Linked DNA regions of Sus scrofa: region 2 is linked to region 1. Evidence: chromatin contacts called from public Hi-C data. All regions are on one chromosome and are shown on one strand. The core of a region is the stretch at or near the end of the contact, and the rest is flanking DNA. Distances in the headings are between cores, read along the strand shown. Region 1 holds the start of UBB (ubiquitin B). Region 2 holds the start of ALDH3A2 (fatty aldehyde dehydrogenase).

The links. A called contact is a pair of places that touch in the nucleus more often than the background predicts.
Region 2: a contact with region 1 is called in a Hi-C map of liver, with 6 times the contacts expected there. The contact joins the promoter of ALDH3A2 here to the promoter of UBB in region 1. A contact is called at or near these places in 1 of 5 promoter capture datasets (liver) and 1 of 47 Hi-C or Micro-C datasets (liver).

The regions. Positions count from the first base shown.
Region 1 is chr12:59,169,563-59,176,010 of Sscrofa11.1, reverse strand. UBB (ubiquitin B) reads left to right here and starts at 3,170. Exons shown (of 2, transcript NM_001105309.1): 1 at 3,170-3,249; 2 at 3,911-4,722. The coding sequence starts at 3,917. The coding sequence ends at 4,606. The region is part of intron 2 of LOC102164714 (a long non-coding RNA gene); the gene reads right to left.
Region 2 is chr12:59,950,685-59,957,132 of Sscrofa11.1, reverse strand. It overlaps ALDH3A2 (fatty aldehyde dehydrogenase), which reads left to right and starts at 3,456. Exons shown (of 11, transcript XR_002337385.1): 1 at 3,456-3,559; 2 at 3,696-3,856; 3 at 5,527-5,758; 4 at 6,404-6,448. LOC110256118 (a long non-coding RNA gene) reads right to left here and starts at 3,341. Exons shown (of 3, transcript XR_002337387.1): 1 at 3,217-3,341.

The DNA.
Region 1 (6,448 bases), core at 1,921-4,420:
TGAGGGTTAAGAACCCAACTAGAATCCATGAGGACATGGGTTCCATCCCTGGCCTCATTCAGTGGGTTAAGAATCCGGTGTTGCCATAAGCTGTGATGTAGGTCACAGATGTGGCTTGGATCCCACATTGCTGTGGCTATAGCATAGGCTGGCAGCTGTAGCTCAGATTTCACCCCTAGTCCCAGGAACTAACAAATGTCATAGGTTTGGCCCCAAAAAGAAAAAAAAATCACTTTGAATCTCAGAATCAACTCCTCTGTTTCTTTCAAAGGAACTGCCTAGACAAAAAAAAAAAAAAGGAGTTTCCATCGTGGCACAGTGGAAACGAATCTGACTAGAAACCATGGGGTTGAGGCTTTGATCCCTGGCCTTGCTCGGTGGGTTAAGGATCCTGAGCTGCCATGAGCTGTGGTGTAGGTTGCAGACGCGGCTCAGATCTGGCCCCTAGCCTGGGAACCTCCGTATGCTGTGGTTGCAGCCCAGAAGAGCAAAAAAAAAAAAAGGAAAAGAAAAATTTTCTATGGATATTAAATGTTTTATATTTTAAGTGTCTAAGGCTGTCACAGTAGCCCCTCCCCCCAGATGAACAAATTGCACTTTACTGAATAAACATTCATTGAGCACAATGCCCCAAGTATTGTGCCAGATTTCCAAATTCCTGATCTTTGGGGTTTTTTCATTCTATTCTTTAACTTGTTTACCAACTACCTTTTACAACTTATTACCAGAAATGATGTTATTATTAAAAGTTCCATTTATAAATAGGCCATAGAAATTTCATCTTGTTTATCATACAGGGAAGGCTGTGCCTCCCTTCTGAAAACATTTTGCTTTGTTGAGACTACAAATGACCTTTGGTAAACATTAAACCAGGAAACTGTGTGACTAATTTATTTCTGGCAACTGCTAGATTTCCCAGTGAAGTCATCATATCACACCTTGAGACCTACATTCTAGATCATTCTACCAATTCCCATGTATGACTCAGGAGGAGCTGCTAATTGGTGAAACAGGCTCATTACTCACTACTATTTAGGTTAATAAAAATAAAAATTCGTACTTTGTATGATAAATATTTTTTTTGTCTTTTTTTTGGGGGGGTGCCGCACCTGCGGCATATGTAGGTTCCCAGGCTAGGGGTCAAATCAGAGCTGCAGCTGCCAGCCTACACCACAGCTCAAGGCAACGGAGGATCCTTAATTCACCAAGTGAGGCCAGGGATCCAACCCACATCCTCATAGATGCTAGTCAGATTCCTTTCCCCTGAGCCACGATGGGAACGCCTTTTTTCTTTTTTCTTTTTTTTTTTACAACAAACATTTTAACTACCTCCCAATCCAAATTATCTTAAAGCAACTGTTTATTTCTATCTCCTATCATTCAAGTTGTAATAAATTTAACTTAAGAGCTGTCTAGGCAGAAACTAACATACCTGCCATACAGTACATCCGATGTCACAGTCTCTAAAGGACACGCTTAGAAATTTGAACTCTCTCAATCCTTGTCATTGTCTGAGCAACGGTGAGCCTTCCGAGCCCAACCTCCCCACTGTCGGCGAGCTGCTGTGTTAGGAGGAACTTATTAAATCTGTTAACAGTGACCACAGCAGCAACGTGAACAGAGACGCTGATTGGAACTGGGGGGCATAGTTTCTCTTTGTGATTGCCAAGAGCCAGCAGCTCCCAAAAAAATAAACATTCCCAGGCAGCACTCTTCAGTATTTGTCCTGACATCGGAGACTGGGTAGAGTCATTAAAAAAGAATGCTGTCCTTTCCTGACTAACGACCTTCTGCAGTGGTGTCTAGCTAGTTCGTACTACTGAGCACATCTTCAGACCACCTCTTAGGAAGGCGGATGTCACGTGACAAACAGCCATGGGCATGTTTATTTACACCCCACCTGCATGACTCAGACGCGGGGCTGCAGGGCTCACGGTCCAAACACGCCTGCCTTACTCACCTTCCTTGCCGACCGGCGGCCACACCCGGGGCGCAGGGAAACACGCCCCTTTAACGTCGCTTGCACAACCAACACAGTAACGGAACGCTAAAGAGACTGGTTATTTCTTGTACCCGAATGCTGCCTCTTCAAGTGGGTTTTCAGGCCCCTAATCCACATATTTCTCTCCCTACCAGGCTGAACAGCAGCGAGGGAGGGGATGTGCGGGTTTGGCCGGAGCCACAGGGTCACCTGGCGCGGGGAGCGGGCCAGGGCCCGCGAGTTGGGGGGATGGGAGAACCGGGGACTCCGCGGTGGGGGAAGGGAGACCCTCCGCGGAAGGGACGTGGGGGAGGGGAGGCCCTCCGCGGAAGGGACGTGGGGGAGGGGAGACCCTCCGCGGAAGGGACGTGGGGAGGGGGGTCCTCCGCGGTGCGGGCAGACCCCGGGCCCGGCAGCGTGTCCCATCAACGATGTCTAGATTTCGTCGTCCCAGACAAGGCCGGAGCATCCTAACAGTAAAGCGTGACTAAAGCGCAACAACGCTGCTCTACAGACAACTAAAAACCAGCCTGTGTGATGCGGAGGCTTGTGTTTTAGGGCAGACATCACCGCCCAGGTCGTGGACCTCTCTTGACCGGGCCGGGTGGCTTTCTCGATAAGTCGCCGCAGAGCCGGCGGTCTCCTCGCCGAAAACAATATTGGAGGGGTCCGGGCCTCCGTGGCGGGAGCAAAGCACCCCTCCTCCCCCTCCCGCCGGAAGTACGCGTCTCCGGCGAAGGCGCGCCTCTGCCGCGCACGCGCACTCAGTTACTTAGCAACGTCGGCGCTGAACCACCCCGGAGGGAGCCCAGCAACAGCCGAGCCACCAATCAGCGCCGGCCTCGCCTCCCACGCCTCACCAATCAGCACCGGCGCAGCAAGGAAGTTTCCAGAGCTTTCGAGGAAGATCCCCTTAACTCGAATTCATCCGCCTGATCATTTCCCTACCTTTTCCTAAAGGAGGAGCAGAACAACCTGGAAGAGAGGAGAGCTGAATTTTTTAGGATCCTTTCTTCCGGTTTGAGGAATTCAGGGCTCCGCTGAGGGGCCTCGCTGCGTCGCGGAGGTGAGGCCGAGGGAACTACTTTCAGCAGCGCACGGATACGGCGCCTACGCAAGCGTGATGAGTGACGCAACAGACGTTGCATAAATTTCGGCCCCGCCGAGCCGCAGCGTTCAGAAGCGACTGGCATTGTTGGCGGTTTCGCTGTTGCGGTCGAGGTGATTCGGTGTGATTGGCTTCACAGCGTCTGTGCCTTCACTCACAGGTACTGAGCCTTCGCCCGTGAGCGTGGGGAGCAGTGGAGAGGGGTTCCCGGGGCGGGCGACCCGGCGGGTCTCAGGCGGGGCGGGGTGGGGGAGGGGAGGCGCGCTGACGCGGCGCCGGCCTTTGCGGAAGAGCGGGCCTTGTTTACGTGTGGGGCGCGGGGGCGCTTGGCGCGGGCGCCCGCAGAGGTCAACGGACACTTAAGCGAGGGAGATTCCATCGTGTCTGCCCCAGGGGGGAAGGTGGGAAAGAGGTAGTATAGCCGGGCTTCTGGAAACCTTGTTCCGAATCCTGACGTGGAGAGGGTGTCGCACCCACCTCCCAACGGGAATTTCAATGCTACCGTCATTAGGTTAGGGGGACGTTGGGGGCTGGCGGCGGCGAACCTAACGAAGTATCTGGAGCAGTTGAGAAAGATTTGGATCCTGGTCTGGGCAAGCAGTTGCGATTATTCTCCACCCTGCTTTGATTGACATCTTGACTAAGGAATCGTGTGTTCGGTGGCTTCATTCTCGCGTAGTCTAGTCAAAATCGGGGGAGGTTTGTGAGGGACCTTAATCTCTTCAAGGCATTTTGGAGTAATAGGTCGTTCCAAAGAACTGGTTAGATACGAATAGTGAAACATCGTGAGGTGATACAGTACGTTTTCTTGAACTCTATAGGTCAAAATGCAGATCTTCGTGAAGACCCTGACCGGCAAGACCATCACCCTGGAGGTGGAGCCCAGTGACACCATCGAGAATGTGAAGGCCAAGATCCAGGATAAGGAGGGCATTCCCCCCGACCAGCAGAGGCTCATCTTTGCAGGCAAGCAGCTGGAGGATGGCCGCACTCTTTCTGATTACAACATCCAGAAAGAGTCCACCCTCCATCTGGTTCTGCGTCTGAGGGGTGGTATGCAGATCTTCGTGAAGACCTTGACCGGCAAGACCATCACCCTGGAGGTGGAGCCCAGTGACACCATCGAGAATGTGAAGGCCAAGATCCAGGATAAGGAAGGCATTCCCCCCGACCAGCAGAGGCTCATCTTTGCAGGCAAGCAGCTGGAAGATGGCCGCACTCTTTCTGATTACAACATCCAGAAAGAGTCCACTCTCCATCTGGTTCTGCGTCTGAGGGGTGGTATGCAGATCTTCGTGAAGACCTTGACCGGCAAGACCATCACCCTGGAGGTGGAGCCCAGTGACACCATCGAGAATGTGAAGGCCAAGATCCAGGATAAGGAAGGCATTCCCCCTGACCAGCAGAGGCTCATCTTTGCAGGCAAGCAGCTGGAAGATGGCCGCACTCTTTCTGATTACAACATCCAGAAAGAGTCCACTCTCCATCTGGTCCTCCGTCTGAGGGGTGGCTGCTAATTCTCCAGTCTTGCATTCATAATGCCCACTGATGGCATTACTCTGCACTCTAGCCATTTGCCCCAATTTAAGTTTAGAAATTACCAGTTTCAGTAATAGCTGAACCTGTCCAAAATGTTAATAAAGGTTTTGTTGCATGGTAGTGTATTTGTTGTCTGTTCGGAAATTATGTAGTGGTAGAGGCTCCTAACAACTTTGAGATTGTCCATGTGACCATAATTAAGTCATTTGACTTTGGTTAAACACTGCGTACGAACTGTGTCCTTTGTCCAGGGTTTTTTACAAGTCAGGTAAGATTCTACTGTAATTAAAGCTATTTCCAAGTGTGAGCCATTTAAAATTTTTGGAGTATGAAGGCATATTGAGGGAAAGCATACTTGCCTGTTTCTCAAATAGTAACCTAATTAAGACTTCTAGAGTATTTTTGGTTAAGGCTTCTCAATTGTTTTCAAGTCTTAAGATGATTATTTGGCTGTTAGCTTTTTGTTTCCTCTTTAGGGCATTACAGTTAAGTGTTGAATGGTAGGAAATGAAATAGAACCTTGCTTATATGAACTGATAGGAGAATCAAGTGGAGCCCTAGTTAACAGGCTAGGAAGGGTATCCTATCTGAGGCAGTTTGCTGATTTTGGTGTTAGCCAATTAAGATGGCTCCTAATAACAGGTTTACCTCATTGTAAGAAAAATCTAAGTCCTACACGAGCTTTTTTTGTTTTCCCATGCCACTAAGTGCTAGACACTGTATTTCCAATATGAATAAAACTAAGGGAGTAAGAACCTCTGGGCACAAGGTACTCTACAAGGCTTTATTCTCAACCTTTTTCTCCTTCAGTCACTTCTCTGTAATGGAAATCAGTGGTGGTTCTCAACTTGAGACAAAACTGGGAGAGAGGAGAGGCTTGCAAAGCAGAGGAGGAAGTTGGAAGCCCACCTGGTTTTCTCAACTTTATGCTAGGGAAGTAGCTATTCTGGTACTAGAGCTGTTGTAACCACAAGTGCAACATTAGTGGTAAGAATCACCCAGAGGTGTAGAAAGGCATGCCCCACATCTGGAAACAACTTCTGTTATTATAGGTGTACCTGAGAAAAGCTTAGTCCATAATTTTAGGAACTGTTGCCCTAGCATTAGCTTCTTAAATTTTTGTTCTAGAAATCCATTTGATTACCTGAACATAAGATGTTGGAACAATTAAGGGGTTTTCCCTGTGCAGTGGGTTTAAGGAGCTGGTGGTGTCCTTGCAGCAGCTCAACACAGTTGTGGGTTCAGTCTTTGGCCCAGGAACTTTCATATGCTGTGGGTGCAGCCAAAAAAATGTGTGTATGTAAAAATAGGAATACTTACTTTTCCTCAAGTTAGACTCTGGAGACAGGGCTTTGTTTTAGGCTTAGTGAATTAATGCTTCAACTTCTTGGAGTGGTAGAAGGAAAGGGCGAGAAAGCAGGAAAAGCTGCTTCTATCAAACTTATCAGTAACAATGGAGTTTATATCAAACTTTTGGTTAACAATGGAGTGAGTTCCCACTGTGGTGGAACTGGATCCTCAGCCTTTTGGGCGCACTGGAACTCAGGCTGGATCTCCAGCCAGGCACATTGGGTTAAGGATTAAACATTGCTGCAGCTGCAGCTTAGGTCGAAACAGCAGCTTGGATCTGATCCCTGGCCTGGGAACTCCTTATGCCTTCAATGGCCAAAAAAAAAAAAGGGAAAGGAAGATGGTAATGAGACATGAAGCTTTTCAAAAGCCTCAACTTAGTTCTCATTGTGGCTCACAGTTGAAAGAATCCTGAGAACTTCCATATGCTGCAGTTGTGGTCCCACCCCCCCCCCAAAAAAAGCCTTTCT
Region 2 (6,448 bases), core at 2,207-4,706, 780 kb before region 1:
GTGTTTATGTGCTAAGGATGTATTTAAGATCATTTAAAAATCAGAAAGGGGAGTTCCCGTCGTGGCGCAGTGGTTAACGAATCCGACTAGGAACCATGAGGTTGCGGGTTCGGTCCCTGCCCTTGCTCAGTGGGTTAACGATCCGGCGTTGCTGTGAGCTGTGGTGTAGGTTGCAGACGCGGCTCGGATCCTGCGTTGCTGTGGCGTAGGCCGGCGGCTACAGCTCCGATTCGACCCCTAGCCTGGGAACCTCCATATGCCGCGGGGGCGGCCCAAGAAATAGCAAAAAAGACAAAAAAGACAAAAAAAAAAAAAAATCAGAAAGGAAGCCACCACGGGTCAGGCACCCCAAATGGAGCCGACTGGCTGCTGTGGAGGTGGCTTCAGACACGTTCGTGTCACCCTGGGCACCTGAGTTTTCTCAACCATGTCAGAGTCCAGGACACCAACACCTGACTTCAGAACAGTGTCTGCCAGCAGCTGCCAACTGCAGCTTTATGGTCTCAAAGTCCCCCTTACACAATCGCACCCGTTTCAACCCCAAGCAATCCCGGGCTCAGTAGCAGGCTTGCTTCTTGCCAGCGCCAAGCCCAATTCTTGATGCAGTTTATGCCTTTGGAAAGCCTCTCGATTCGTAATCTTGGAAGAAAACAATCCAGGGGCTTCCCGAGTCTGCGTCTCGCAGGCGACTGCTCAGATAAGACCCTCTCTGGTTCCCGGATACAGACTGTTTACTGATCACTGCTGCCGACAGGGTTTACGTCAGCCCCAAACCCAGGCTGCTATGTAGCAGAGCAGCACGAGAAGCACTACCTCTGACGCCTGAAGACGACAAGCACTGCCACCTCAATTAATTACATGACGAACCTAATACTAATTATACAACACCCCCCATCAATTATACCAGCGGAGGCGGCACCCAGAAAAAAGCCATCAGTGGCATGACATCTGGAGACGAGAATATAAAAGGATCTGTCGCTGCTAGGACTGTGTCCTTGGAAAAACCCATGAGCTTGCCCAACCACGAGACCACAGGGAGCACGGAGCATCGATGCAAAACCTGGAGAAGCAAAGACAGGAATTCAGAATTGCTTCAACATAAAAAAAAACCTCACGCGCCGACTTTTAACACCTCTCAACAGACAAACAACAGCCCTTCAGAATCTGGAAGGAAAGAGAGGGCCACGCCCACAAAGGAAACAAAAGGGATGGAAACTGTGAAGGATGAACTTAACAAGAAAAGGTTACGCTTTACCAGGAAAATGACCAGAGCACACCTGAGCGGCTCGCGCCTCTCACACGTCTGCCAGAGACTTGAACCCAACAGCTGAGACGGTCCGAAAAGCACCCAGTTATTCTAAATGTCACAGGAAGCCACTGGAAAGCCCTGAGCAGGGACGTGACAAGATCAAGGGCCTTGAGAAAGGATCACAGCCAAGGGGAGGCCAGGCCGTGGCAGAGCGTGTCAGGGTCCAGCCCTGGAAAGAGAAACCGCATTCATTACTGCAGCCAGAGAGCATCTGAAGAGTAAGACGGCAAAAGCAAGAACGGGTGACATCCTAGACTCACGGCAGCTAAAACACAAGCCAGTGCCTGTGCCCCCCCCCCCCCCGGAGATGCCCTGGCTGGCATCCTGTACTCAGGACAGAGGGGCCCTGGACCGAGGAAAGGGCTGCTGGAGTCAGGAACCGACTGAGCTTCACTTCACTACAGGCCACGTGGGTGCACGTGGGGAGAGCTGCTGTCCTCTGCTGCCTTCTGACTCCTGCTCCTCCTGCCCCCTGGGGAGAGCTGTTCACACCCTCTGGGGTCTGCAGGACAGACTGCAAACGGGCCTGTGCAAGACGGAGCAGGAGAAGCAAGGAACCCAGCAGGATGCCATACAACCTGCAGGTGAAAAGGATGATGGCTTCCACTAGGGCACAAGGGCTTCGATGCCATACGTTTTCAAAGCTAGGGCCACAGAGAAGCATCCAGCATGATTCCAAGGAGGGCGGCCTTAGTAAACGGGATAAAGCCTGGCACCGTTTACCGAGCCTAGCAACACTGGGGGAGGTGTGCGAATATGTTTGGTGGATACGGATACACCCCACGTTCAAAGATGCCCATGACAACTTTCAGGATGAGTGGCACGTGGCTGAGCACAGCTGCTGGAGCTCCAAGGGTGGGACTGGGGAGCTCCCTTCCTGGCACAGCGGAAACGAATCCGACTAGGAACCATGAGGTTGCAGGTTTGATCCCGTGGGTTAAGGATCCTGCGTTGTTGTGGCTGTGATGCAGGCCCACAGCTGTAGCTCCGATTCGAGCCCTGGCCGGGGTTGTTCCATATCCTGCAGGTGTGGCCCTAAAAAGCAAAAAAAAGGGGGGAGGGCGGGGGCGGGAGTGGAGATGGGTTGTGAAACCCTCTCTGACTGCCACCCATGGGAATAGATAAGGTTCTGACTGTGGAAAGAGAAGAGGCCCAAGGACTGGACCGCAGGGCACTGAACACTTAACGTCTGTGAGAGGAGGAAGGTCGAGCACAGAAAAACCCAGGGAGAGAAATGGAAACGCGAAGCGCACAGGTGTTGGCGCTCCAGCCGGTGTCTCCAGCGAATGGAAATGACCAGCTGGGCGACTGCGCTGAGAAGAGGAACCAAAGAACAGCGGATAGTAAGGCCAGAAGAGTTTTTTCCTGGCCAAACCCAGGACTACACCCAGGGGCCCCGTCTCCCCCACGGAGGGAAGCGCTCTGGAGAAGCACGGTTTCCAGCAGTTTTATCTCTTCCGGACAAAGAATATGCCCCAACCACGACGGGATACATTCCTTGAAGGTTTCAAGAGAAGCACAGGAGCGAGCACGCAGCGAGTCAGCAAGACGCCGGCGTCTGGGAAGGGAGCCCCAGCTCTGAAGGAGCACCAGCCCTGGCGTCCCAGGCAGGGGCCCTCCTACCCGTCTGGACACCGCATTCGTTCCCGGAGAGAGTAAAGCAGATGCACAGGGCACGACAAACAGACCACGGGCAGACGAAGTGCACGGCAGCCCCGGTACAGGCCAGAAAGGGTCCTCCAACCCGCACAGGTGAAGCGCAGAGAGCGACCGGAGCTGCGCGGATGTGGCAGGGGGGCAGCACGACAGGGTCCGAGAAGCAGCCCCTTCCTGGAGGAGCTGCGCCCACGGAAGGGGCCTGCGGGACCCTTTAAGGAGGGCTCCGGGCGGCTGGGGCGAGCACTCACCTGGGCGGGATCCTGCAGACGTCCGCAGCGGGGTCCAGGCGGCTCCGGCGGAGGAGGGGCTGTCGGGCGGCCCAAGGGCAGCCCCGCAGGCTTCGAAGCCGGTGGGCCCCGCGCCTGCCCATGCCCCTCGCCCCCGGGGCCACGCTACCCCGCAGCCCGCATCCCAACCCCACCCGCCGCCCCCGCCGTCCGAGTCCTGGGGGCGGAGCTGCGCGCGGCGTCCGGCCTGCGGCGGTCACGTGGGCCGCGCCAGCCAATAGGCGCACGCCTCGGTGTCGAACCCGGCCTGCGGGGCGCGGGTCGAGCAGTTGGTGGCGGCGGAGCGAGCGCGCTCGGGACCGAGGTGCGGCCGGGGTGGCAGGGGCCGGGATGGCGGGGGTCCGGAAGGCAGGGTGGGAAGCCGGGAGATGGGGGAGGCGCCGCCGGCCTCCCGGTGTCCGGGCGGCCCGCCACGGCGCCCGATCGCCCTGTCCCTGCAGGACCGGCCATGGAGCGCGAAGTCCAGCGATTGCGCGCCGCGTTCCAGACGGGCCGATCGCGCCCTCTGGCCTTCCGGCTGCAGCAGCTCCAGGCCCTGCGCAGGATGGTGCAGGAGCGCGAGGAGGACCTGCTGGCGGCCATCGCCGCGGATCTGAGCAAGGTGCGCCCCGCCGGGCCGTGGCTTCCCGCGGCCCCCCTTCTGCGCTGCCCTACACGTTCCTGCCCTTTCCCCTCCGTGTTTGCGGTCGTTCCCCCCGAACATCCTGTGTCAGCTTCGTTTCTTTCAGACCTCTGATTCCGAGGCTTTTCTTGTCTTTTAACTTTGTGGTTTTTATGTAGACACGGGGTTTTTGCTTGTCGTACTCAGATTTTTCCTCCATGACTTAGTGTTTCAGACCCTCGCCCCCCCGGCGAGTCACCTGGGGACCTTGTTAAAATGCAAATGACGCTTCGGTTGGTCTGGGAGGCGGGTCAGAGTTTCTAACAAGGTCCCAGATGAGACGGTGCTGCCTGTTTGGGAACCATGCTTTGAGCAACACGGCTTTGGGTGGCCTTTGGGATACACACACTTTCCCTGTGTTTCATAATAATCTCGTTAGCATTTTGTTTTTACTTTTTATTTTCATTCTAGGGGTAACAGGGCCTTGCTCTGGCTTTGTGAGCTCCGTTCTCACGCTGTTCTTTGTGAGAAACGGTTCTCACTTACTCCCAAAGATTACCTGGTAGGTGGTAACATCAGTTGTGACAACAGCGACTATAAAATTTCCTTTAGAGTACTTTTGGGGCAGAGGGCCTGGGACGCCTGTTAATCAAGGTGGATTAAGTACGATTCCAAAGTCTGAATCGTTCACTTTAAAAGCATTTGTGAGTGTGTGTGTGTGTAAATATGCAGGATTGCTAAAGAAGTATAAAGGGGAGTTCCCGTTGTGGCTCAGTGGAAAAGAATCCGACTAGGGACCATGAGGTTTCGGGTTTCATCCCTGGCCTCCCTCAGTGGGTTAGGCATCCGGCGTTGCCTTGACCTGTGGTGCAGCTTGCAAATGCAGCTCCGATCTGGCATGGCTGTGGCTGTGACACAGGCCGGCAGCTACAGCTCCGACTGGACCTGTAGCCTGGGAACCCCCATATGCTGCGGGTGCGGCCCTAAAAAAAAAAAAAAAAAAGAATATACTAAACTCTTTGCTCTTCAGGGTTTTAAATTCGGTTGGGAAACAAAATGTACACAAATATGCAGTCGTAAAGCCAGTGAAATATTAAGAAACAGTTCAGCGTGGCGTCGCTGTCATTTATAAAGTGTGATCAAGGCACACTCTTAATTAGGGACGTCTTCTCCAGAGTGGTTTTTTTTGTTTTTGTTTTTTTTTTTTGTCTTTTTGCCTTTTCTAGGGCCGCTCCTGTGGCCTACGGAGGTTCCCAGGCTAGGGGTCGAATCAGACCTGTAGCTGCCGGCCTACACCACAGCCACATCTGCGACCTACACCACAGCTCCTGGCAACACCGGATCCTTAACCCGCTGAGCAAGGCCAGGGACCAAACCCGCAACCTCATGGTTCCTAGTCGGATTCGTTAACCACTGCGCCACGATGGGAACTCCGAGAGTGTTAATGTTTAAATCTGACTTCCAATGGTCTGGATCAGTAAAGAAGGATTTAGAGGGATTGAAGATATTAGAAAGGGAGTTGGCAAGTCCTCCTCGCGGGCTGGGAGGGGCAGAAGGCTCTGCGTGGCTGGCAGCTAGTCCGACCTTCCAGCTGCCTCTGTGGGCGTGCCCAGCCCCGAGCTTCTGACACTGCGGGCTCAGGAGGGTTAATTGTGATCCTCTCCTAACAGAGCAAACTCAATGCCTACAGTCAAGAAGTCCTTACGATTCTTGGGGAAATTGATCTGGCGCTGGAGAAGCTTCCCGAATGGGCTGCAGCTCGGCCAGCGGAGAAGAACCTGCTAACCATGCTTGACGAGGCGTATGTCCAGCCAGAGCCCCTGGGTGTCATGCTGATCATTGGCGCGTGGAACTACCCCTTGGTTCTCTCCATCCAGCCTCTGATAGGAGCCATCGCTGCAGGTCTGACGGCTGCCCCCGGCTGCACACCTTCCTCCAGGGGCTTAGTCTCTGATTGGTTGTAAATTAAGGAGTGTGTCTAGTTGAGTACTTTCGCCTGGGGGCTTTGCCCTGGTTTACTGCGGCAGTGCATTGAGAATTTGTAACTGTGTCCATTACCTGTGCAGTGGGCTCCAAACATGTGTAGGGTGACTGTTTTGTGAAGCCTCGGGGAATGGACCTGCCAGGGTGCAAAGGCAGGCGTGACCCGGCAGGCCCAGCTTTGGAGTCAGGCACCTGTGGTCTCCTGCGGTTTCAGCTGCCACCTCTGGCTTTGGGGTCTGACCCGTTTCTTTAGTCACATACGGGCTGCGGGAGTCATGGTAGCTTGGGCGTGGAGCACATGCTGGGAGATGAAGTTCTTATCTTGTTTGCACAACAAGATGACAGGGCACAATGACAGGGCAAGCAGGAAAGTCGGAGGGTGGGAGAGGGTGGGAGGAGACAGGCTGATGTGGCCAGGCCTGATGGTGGGAACTGAGGAGGCGGGGCAGGGTGCAGAGCCCGGGCCACTGGAGGGCTTGGCCTGTGCCCTCTCCGCGGGCACCATCTGGGCGCCTGGTCAGCTCCCCGAGTCCGCGACAGCGCTGCCCACTTTGTGCTCTCTAGGAAACGCGGTGATTATCAAACCTTCCGAAATCAGCGAAAATACAG